2 separate regions of the Gossypium hirsutum genome follow, and region 2 is linked to region 1. Evidence: chromatin contacts called from public Hi-C data. All regions are on one chromosome and are shown on one strand. The core of a region is the stretch at or near the end of the contact, and the rest is flanking DNA. Distances in the headings are between cores, read along the strand shown.

Region 1 (5,186 bases), core at 2,542-5,041:
ACATTTTTTGCTGCTGTGCTGAAAGCTTCCCTGTGACTGATGTCTGGATTACTAGCTTTGATCCTTTGGATTTCCTCCCTATATAAAATAGTAAGAACCCAGAAAAGGAAACTGTGAGGGAGAGGGTTGTGATCCATAATGAAAGTAATTAGCCACGAAATTTGGGTTATAACTTACTTAATGAACCTGTTATATGCAGAAGGAACACGTTGTCTCTTCTCAGGGGCTGCATTTTTTTATCATATAGTTAATTGAACATCAAATCATAAAGCTTAATCAAACAAAACATTAATTAAAGCTTCCTATCTCTATATTATTGCTTTTTTATTCTGGTTCTGATTAATAACATATATAAGTATGATCATGGATATTTTCAGATAAATGTGTTAAACAATGTATACAATCGAAAAAGGGTCGAAAATTTCTGGTGGGATAGGCAATCGACTTTACTTTGGCCAGCTAAATCTTCACAAAACAGGCAGGTATACCAGCCTGGGGACGTACTCAATAATGGCCTATCTACATACAAGCAAACCAGAAAGGCAAATAGCGTTGCTTTGAATTCTTTGTGATAACTGCAATATGATGATTTAGCGTACGTGATGATATAGGGGGGAAACTTTGTTATGGTATACGGGTGGTGTCTAGGGAATTGTTAATAATTAATGAGTTAAACTTGTTGTGTGTAAGGTCACCATCTTGGGAGGGGCCATGGTTGAGAGGAAAAATCAAATGAGTTGCTTGATAGGTGAAAGCTAGCTCCTCAAGTGGCCCTGTATCATAATGTTGTGTGATTGATTCAGCCTCGTTATTTACTATATTACGGCCTTTTGTGAGGGGAGACGTTTATCCATCATCAAAAAGGCATTGGTAGTTGGTTCAGCATTTAACGCACTTTGGTATCAGCTATGCATGTAAAATTTACTGAATGGCACCTATCTCAATGCATTTGAATGACACACATTATATATAAAAGATTGAGAGAGTGAGACAAACGGCGAATAGGTGGCATTCTAGTTGCTTCTTGCTCTGTAGAATCAACTGCAGAAAACTTGTTGCATTTGGAAGACGACCCACATTCCTTATTTGAATGATCTTCATCAATCGTTATCTGCTGTTTCTACAAGACAAAACAAACAAGTAAATCATCCAAAGAATTGGCCCACAAAGCCTTTAATAACATTTAAGAAAAGAAAAAGAGGTAAAATTCTATTGAACCTAAACTTGGGGCGTAAGCTAAAGATTTAGCCTCAAAAAACCCTATAGGAGAAACTAAAAAGTTGGGGAATAAATCAGATGAAAGAGGTTGAAATCATCTGAAACAAACAATGATTGACTCATACCCTATCTTATAAACCCATAAAATAATATGCTTAGGAACCTTTGGTCACTCAAAAAGAAAAAGTAATATTATATATTATTCCTTGTCTTACTGCTAACATTCTTTATTAAATTATTATTTTATTTAATTAATATTTGAGAAAGTGATAAGAATGTCCCGAAAAACCGGGGGGCGGGGGGGAGCACAAAAAAAGAAGCTGAAATTACCTGAGCATCTTGACTGGGAACTGTTTGAAGTGAAGTTCCCATATTTACAGACAGCAGATTGGCACAATGCCCACATCTAACAGTCACGATGTTGAACGCACTGTTGCATGGAACACTAACCTGCAAAGGTTACCATTTCTGAATTGTTAATGGTTCTTAATGTCGTGACACCTGCTCAAAATGCAACCATGTCTGAAGCTGTTAAGCTTTGTCAGCACAGCATGCCATCAACCCTATCTTTCTCTTTTGGTCATTCAAAGCTGTTTAAAACAATTTCAAACCCTAAGCAAGAAATCCAAGCCTCATATCTATTTAGATTCCAAAATTCCCACATACAGTCTTCAGATCTGCCATATCCAGACCCAGAATACCCCCAAAAGACTGAAGTTTCATAATATAGAAACTTGGAACATCCCAAGTCCTGCCAAATCAGTTTGACAGAAGGAGAAACAGAAGCGAAAGCATTCATGAACTAATCCTTTCAAATTTTAATATGAGTCTCTTTAATATCAGATACCAAATTACATGGGCAAATAATTATAACTATTAACTTCAAAGGACTTCTTCCAATATCTGCTTTCCTTTCGGTGCGCCTGACACCGCAACCAAGATTATAAAAGATAGGAAAAACACACACACACACACGCATATGTATAAGCCCTGATTGACGAAAGAGAAAGAGAAAGATGAAAAGAACGCGACTAGATTGTATTTTAAATGTAATTTTTGTTGGTTTTCAAAAGGGGTTTGCTTAACAGAGGCATGTTTATATATGAATGAAGAAAAAAAAAGTTATTGGGTACCCCATGATTTCTCTCTTGGCCAAGCTCTCTCTCCACAACCTCTTTGTATAAGGAAAGAAAAAAAACCATTTTTGTACTTAAAAGGTCAGACCGACCCCAACCTATGCAACAGATTATATAATAAAGAAGTTGATGATGATATCATCGAATATCGATCATAAATAAAGATGAGTGCGTTGTTCCAGTGCTTGGTTAGAAAACAAAAGCAACACCGCCTTAAAGAGGAAAAGATCTTTGAAAAATCATTATTTTAATTTCCAGCTTTGACCAGAAAACATAACCATGAACTTGCACTTAGAGAGATGACTTTAGTAAATCGGACATGAAATACCATAACCATGAGGTTGAAATGCAGAAAATGAAAGAAACTCGTCTATTTTTTGACTTGTACATTGACCTGGAAGAACCCTAGGCTTAGCCTATCTGTAGCTATCTCGGGAAAGTTTTATCACTCACTTGCCCAAGCTTTCATTTACTTGCTCATGAGAGATCAAACTTTGAAAGGGCCTTCCAGAATGCTTTCACTTCGCTCCAACTACAACACTTGTGCTTGTTTTAGATGGGAATTCTAGATCGTTGCTTTTAGTCATTTTCCAAGTTAAAATCAAGAAAAATCTCACGATCCATCAACCATGAATCATGTAGGTAACGTGGATTTTTTGGGACATCTTTCAGGTTAAATCAAGAAAAATCTCCCACTTTGTTCTTCGAGAAAATAACGAAAACTATTTCAACAAACAGAAACAAGCCAGTCATGGCAAATTCAACTCACTTTTACAGAAAGGAAAGACATTTAAAATAAATAAATAAAGTGAACATACCAAACACGTTGAGAGGTGGAGAAAGAAAGAAATATATAGTAATGGAATTCAGTGCAGTACCGCTAAAATGGTGTTGCAGAAGTTGCAGTGAACATACCAAACACGTTCAGATGTCAAGTCCATTGACATTTTTTCCCCTCTCTTTTGGCTTCTCAATACTTTCTTTCTCCTAACTATATAACGTTCCTCAACAACAAATGAAGGAAAAGAAAAAGAAAGAGTAGCATAAATGGATCAAGGTTGAAGAGAAGAAGAATAGTAATAAGAAAGGGAAGATGGTAGGACGACAAAGAACAAGAAAATTATTGGGTATTGCTTGTATTTTATATGAATTAATTATAAGAGACAGAGGGATTTGAGAAGTGTACAAAAAATATGATATGACAAGTCCAGTCCAATCGGGAGAGAGAAATTAGGAAGAAAGTAGTGAAGTAAATATGGTGGGAAGGAAATGGAAAGAACGGCAAAGAAAGAAAAGGAAGAGAGAGAGAGAGAGAAAGGGGGTGTTATGATTGATGGAATGAGTGGGTGAAAATCGTCCTGCTTTGAGTAGCGGACGAAGGGGGGGGGGGGTTGGCAAGGGCGGGGGCGGGGATATATTAATGCTTCCGAATGTTTTAAGCCAAAGTATACAAGAAAATGGGTTTTATATTCAATATCGAGTTTTAAACTTAGAAAATAATTAATAAGAGTTTGAGTGCAATTCTAAGGTAAATTATATTCAAATATTAGAGATGAAATTATTAGAGGGGTAAGCATAAATCTTAAACATGAATTGTAAAATGGACATAAATAATATAAAAAAATAAGTCTGAAAATAATTAATAAATGGTTAGGTGCAATACTTGTAAGGGGAGGATCTAGGTTTGAACCTTGAATATGACATTGTTAGAAGGAATAATTACGAATATTCCAAACACGGATATGAATGATATAAAAAAATCTCAAAATAATAATAAAGATAAATGGTCTTAATACATAATTTTTATTTATAAAAAATAGTATATGGTTTTTAAATATTAAATAAATTTAAATATTAAAAATAATTAGATTATTCAAAAATACTAAAAAATAATTTTTCAATTTTAAAATCTATTAATGTTTAATTTTGAATATTAAAAATAATAATTAAATTATTGAAAAAAGTTAAAAGGAAAAATTAATTATAAAAATTTCTAAATTACATTAATATATAACTTAGGGAATAAACCATATTAGGATTATCTTAAAAAGCATAGTTTTTAGGTACCAATAAAATAGTGTCACATTATTAAATTTTAAAGATAGCAAAGTATTATTATACATTCATCTATATCTAATATCTTCTCCAATTTAATTTAACTTTAATTAAATTACTTAAAATATTTAATTTTTTAAATTATAAACAAATATTTTTTCTTCTTTTACAAATTTTAATCAGTTTTTTTCATAAGTTATTTTTTTTGTTTAACCTATTTTAAAAAAAGTAGTAATTTTTGTGCAATTTTTTCTATGTCATTAACACATAATTTTGGTAATTATTTTGCTTTGAACCCCGAACCTTGAACTTTAAACCTTGAACCTTGAGGTTTGGGGTTAGAGTTTGGGATTTGAGATTCAGGGTTCAAGATTTAATATTCAAGGCTTATGATTTAGGGTTATTGGTTCATGTTTAAGGGTTTGGAGTTACGAGTTATGAGTTTGGGGTTCATGGTTTAAATATTTGGGGTTATGAGCTCATGTTTAGGGTTCTAGGTTTTGAGTTTTGGGTTCGGGATTCTATATCCAGGGTTCAGGATAAAAAAATTTATCAAAATTATGTGTCAATGGCATGGAAAAAATTGTTGAAATGTGATTAAATAATTGAAAAGAGACCATGAATAATGTGGTAAAAAAGGTCCATAATTTCTCTACGGGTGAGTGTATAAAAATAATGTCATATATTTAAAATTTGATGATGTGGCAAAATTTTATTTATTTTTAGGATCTTACATAAGTTATTCCCTATAACTTAACATATATATTTTTTAAAATT
Region 2 (5,010 bases), core at 404-2,903, 45 kb before region 1:
AGCAGTATCTTGGGCTGGAGCACTCTGACAATGCTCCGAAAAGAGCTTATGCTGCTAATCAGGTAATAACCCTTTATTAAAAGTATTCCCAAAGTTTCAGCAGAAATCAGTTGATAAGAAACATACCCTAAGGATAAAGATATTCTTTAAGGCTACGATTAATCTATCTGCTTTTTCCAAGTCCATGAAAATGACTGGCCTTTGGCGATGCCCGGAATAGTAGACTCTAATAAAATCACGCTTCTTTGCAGAACCGGCACACCTTTGAGAAGCCTGTTAAAATATACAATTAGGGACTATTTTAGATTTTACCTCCCTTTGGTGACATTGCACAAAAGAGTGGCACTCTACATGAACTAAAAGCAAATGACAATGTGAGGCAACAAGTTAGCACTGAAATGGCATCTGTGACCTTTGCTTGTTGATTTGTTGGATAAATGTAATTCTTTCGGTAGTGTCAATTTGAAGGACTACTTCCTTTTACGTAATCAAAGTGTGCATCTGCAAATGACAATTACGATCCGCTGAGATTTTTGCTACTACTTTCCGTCTTTAAATCGAGGTTGGTTGGTTGGTTCAATCTTCAATCAAAACGTAAATGGGGGCAAGTTGCCTGTGTAATTTGTCAGTACATAAACAAGATTTTGATTATTAGTGAATTTATGTATACACAGTATAGTTGGGAGAAGGTTGTGATTTTTGCCATTCCCTTTGGTTGGTTGCCCTGATTTTGTCCATGTAGATCATCTGATGCATTTAGCATTAGCTGCTGCCCTTTGTAATGGTTGATTGCCATTCTTTTTCAAGCCTATTATTATGGCTTATTATTATTATATCTAAAGATTCTCTTCATATTTGCGCTACTTTCGCCTAACTCTGAAATCCCAATCTCAATCTCAATCATTACTGATTTCTTTTTATATTGAACTTGTTTTTATATGGTTACAAATCTGAGTTTGGTATTATGATTCGGAGTAATCCAAAGTAAATCAAATTTATTCATAATAATGGGATATATTTTATTTTCCATTTTCTTGTTTCTCTTGAGAAATATTTTCCACTCTGTCGAAGCAATTACCTATTTTGTTATAAAGATATTCAATTTAGGTACTGCTTTTTTTTTCGCCTACCCATTGTAGGCCTTGTCATGGTGATATTATTTTTTTATGGTCCATGTTCATTGTTGTTTTTTTTTTAATAATGTTATTTTCGAAGTTTATGATAAATTGTAATTTTAAATCTTTTATAAACTCTTAAGGTGTGTGGTATGTGGAACTTTTTAGTGGTAGAATTAGAAAGCTTGCTTACTAACAAAACTGTTTTATACCTATAACCACTTGCTTTTATGTTATCATGTTTTGTTTCCAAAGGTTGTTAATTAGGGACTCTAATTCTTTTACTGTAATTGTATAACTGGTGATTGACCACTGAATTAAACTGATTATTGATGGTCAATTCACGACTTAACTGTTTCAATATCTCCATGACTACCTGCATGCTTAAGTTCGATTCACTTTGTGGATGCCTGTCATCCAAGTAAATTCTCGATTAATAAAAAAAGAATAGGGAAAATGACAAAAGATATATACATAGGATAAGGTGGAGATATTATATTACCTTTTTGCCTTACTGATTTTTAGTAGTATAGTGGACCTTATCTCCTCTCTTTTCCTTTTTTGTGCAGGATGTGACTTGACTTCAATCATAATTGTATTAACATGGTACATGAGCTCGGTAACTGCAGGACCAATTTTCCCTCACCTCACCTCCTATGTTCCCATTTCTCACTCACTTTAGCCAAATTGGTTTTTCTCCCCGATTGAAATTCAGTTTCAACTATCAACCTTTACTTTGTTTCAATGATTGCTTATTATCAGTTGTCTTTTATATCTATTAACATTTGTTTAAAGAGAAGATGGGCAAAAATTAAACAAACATGCAAAAAAAAAAAATGGAAAAAGGAATTTGGAACTTTTATGGTACAATCACTTTTATGGGTGTTTTTTCAACATTTGGGGTTTCAATATAAATCCGCTAGGCAAGCCAAAGTTAGAAAATCATTATAGGGAATAAAATTGAAATAAATTTTTTTGGGTAAAAATTCAATACCGTTATATTAATTTATAGTTTTATAAGGATTTAACTGCAATTTATCATTTTTTTTAAGATCAAGGCCAGGCTCTTCTAGATTTACGGTTGCCGCAAGATATCTGTTCTTAAAATATTCGATAAGCTATATATCTTTTCTTAAGAATAGTGACATAAGTATCAAAGCTCGGAAAGTACATTTTATGGCATTTGAACTGTGAACTTGAAACTGGGGAATTCTATTTTATGGCACTAGAAGTGTAACCACAAAATCTCAAACCTCATCTTCACTCTTATTCTCACAACCATTCTCTCCCCTTAAAATCTAGGAGCTTTAAACAAATAAAGTTGTTTTTGACTTACAAGTCATGATTCATGTCAATAGGTTCAGATAGTTGCTTGTCTTAATCATGACAAGTAAATGTTTTGTTAACATCAACTACATTGAAGCGGTCCAATTTGAAACACTGTCACGTGACATAATTGGATTGAGTTATTATCATTTAATTAAGTCGGTAAAATTTGGTTCCAATTTTTCTCAATTATTGTTGGTCTGGAATGTTTAGTAAATCTCAACACTCCAACAAAATAGGAAAAGAATTATTAAATTTAAAATAGATTGAGAGAATAAAGTTTTATCATGATAATTAAGATATTATTTTGAAGATATTATTTGTTTTCATATTATATTTTGGTATATAAAAGACTTACAAGTAAATAATTATTGAGGTTATAATGAAGTGCAACCATTAATTTTATTTCCATTGTTGAAACATATCATTATTCAAGAAAATTAAAAAGGGTAAAACTAATAATAAAAGTTTTAAGGAAAAATGATTGACGGGGTGTTGACTGTTGATGGAACCTTAGCACGAGCAATGAAGAAGATTGGGAAGAGGTCGAATGAACCTTTGGATTTTGGTGATCCTATTGTGGATGGAGCGGGGATGTCAATTGGCTCAAGTGAGAAAACCACTATGTCATGGAAAGACAGGTTATTAGGTACCTTTGGCGATATTGGCTTGTCGCAAAAGGATGAGAATTTCATCTTAAATGAAGGTGATGCCATGAAGGAAGTGGTTGATGGGATACCTTCGATTAAGTTTTTTGAACGGGTTCATGATTTTATTGCACAACGGACGTCCAAGACTGTGCTTGTGAAGCTTATTGGTCGGAAGATTTAGTACCATGCCATGTCAAATAAACTTTAGTCAATATGGAAAATGAAGCAATCCTTACAGATACTTTGTAACACCTCTAACCTGTTTTCGTTGCCGGAGTAGGATTACGGAGTATTACAATACAAAGCAGAACATTTATTATCAAATAGCATCAAATTTTCTAATTAATTGTCAAAATTTATATTATCATGTAATTTAAAGTGAAACATACACTCATGGGTCTAAAATCGAGTCTACGAAGCCTTAAAAATAGTTTAGAAATAATCGGGGACCAATTAGAAACAAATCAGAAGATTTAGTAAAAATATGAAAAATTTCAAAACAGGGGTCACACGGCCGTGTGATAGAGCCCAGACCCTGTGGCTCAAAACATGGCCGTGTGGCTACTTCACACGCCCGTGTTCGCTAACCGTGTAACTAACTGTGCCCATGTAATATAAGGTCACATGGCCATGTAACTCTCTATGCCCGTGTGAACCAACCTGTACTGAATACAAATAAGGCACACGACCGTGTGTAACACACGTCCTTGTGACAGCTCGTATCCCAGGTAGTGTGCATCCAAATTCAACCCAAAACTTGTCATTTTCACTCCCAAATGGTTAGGTACCTAAACATACCAAAAGCACATGCATACAAGCCCTCAAAACACATTAAAAAAATACTCAAAGCATGCCAAACAATCAACCTAGGTGCCTAACCAATATGCCATCATTGACACCACAATTCAAATAATAATCCGTTTTCACTAGAATGTTGTCAATGAACGATATATGGATATAGGTGCACGGTTAACCGTTAGAAAACACACCAAACACTCATATGAGCCAATCCAACTGATAACACGCCTCGGCACTAAGTGCTTAGCCCGTAGGCTAACATTCGCCCTCGCTAACACGCCAAAAAATATTGTAATATTACACGATAGTCCGCAACAAATGCATGACTTTTATATATTCAGTGAACAAGAAATATATAGGAACCATAATCTCATCTCATATCAATCTCGTACAACGCGCATTATAACCTATTAGCCTGTCAATTGTACTCTATCCTACGCTTATCCTGCATAGGGGTACACATTACCAACCAACAGTATATACAAATCATATCTATAATTTCCCTTACCTTAACATTGACTATATTAAACTAACATTCAACAATTTAGTTTTACAAGATAAGCATAACAAATGTATTAAATTAAATCGAACAAACTTACCAAGCTAAACTACAACAATGACAAAATTTCAGGGACTATTCAACAACTTTCTCTTTTCCTTGATTTTCAACTCGTTCTTGATCTATAATAATAATCCCATTAAATTAACCAATTCCTACAAAATTATGCTAATAAGTACTTTTATACATTTTTTACAAAATTATCCCTAACATACCTTTTATGCAATCTAGTCCATAAGTCCAAAACTCGTAATTTAACCAATTTCCACTAAAACCCAACTTAGCCAAACTATTTAGGACCTCACTGCAGTCCATATTTACTTTTAATTCAAAGTAAGTACAAGTAATTTCACTAATTTCACATTTTAGTCCTTAAACATTAAAGTTACCAAAAACTACTTTACAAAATAGTCCTATTTAACAACCAAGCTTAATAATCTATCATAAAACTTCAAGAACACCCCAAATTCATCAATGGCATAATCCATAACATGGGACAGCTTTACAAATTAGTCTTCGAGTTAGCTAAATCAAGCAATACGAGCTTAGAAACATAAAAAGT

The links. Hi-C and Micro-C count contacts between places; a contact is called where the count stands out from the background.
Region 2: a contact with region 1 is called in a Hi-C map of leaf, with 3 times the contacts expected there. The contact joins the enhancer-like site here to the promoter of LOC107941975 in region 1. A contact is called at or near these places in 16 of 34 Hi-C or Micro-C datasets (anther, callus, cotyledon and 4 more).

The regions. Positions count from the first base shown.
Region 1 is chrD07:17,061,563-17,066,748 of Gossypium_hirsutum_v2.1, reverse strand. It overlaps LOC107941975 (putative axial regulator YABBY 2), which reads right to left and starts at 3,791. Exons shown (of 6, transcript XM_041097616.1): 1 at 3,233-3,791; 2 at 1,549-1,668; 3 at 997-1,120; 4 at 178-226; 5 at 3-78. The coding sequence starts at 3,301.
Region 2 is chrD07:17,104,539-17,109,548 of Gossypium_hirsutum_v2.1, reverse strand. It overlaps LOC107941977 (ubiquitin C-terminal hydrolase 13), which reads left to right. Exons shown (of 32, transcript XM_016875612.2): 31 at 1-62; 32 at 1,685-1,887. The coding sequence ends at 1,696. Among protein-coding and RNA genes, the nearest start is that of LOC107941977, 16 kb to the left of the region's middle. Within about 2 kb of position 1,653, at least 2 of the 9 cell types and tissues checked have an H3K27ac peak or open chromatin away from gene starts, as enhancers often do. A contact at or near this core is called in cotyledon and leaf, where this site is marked.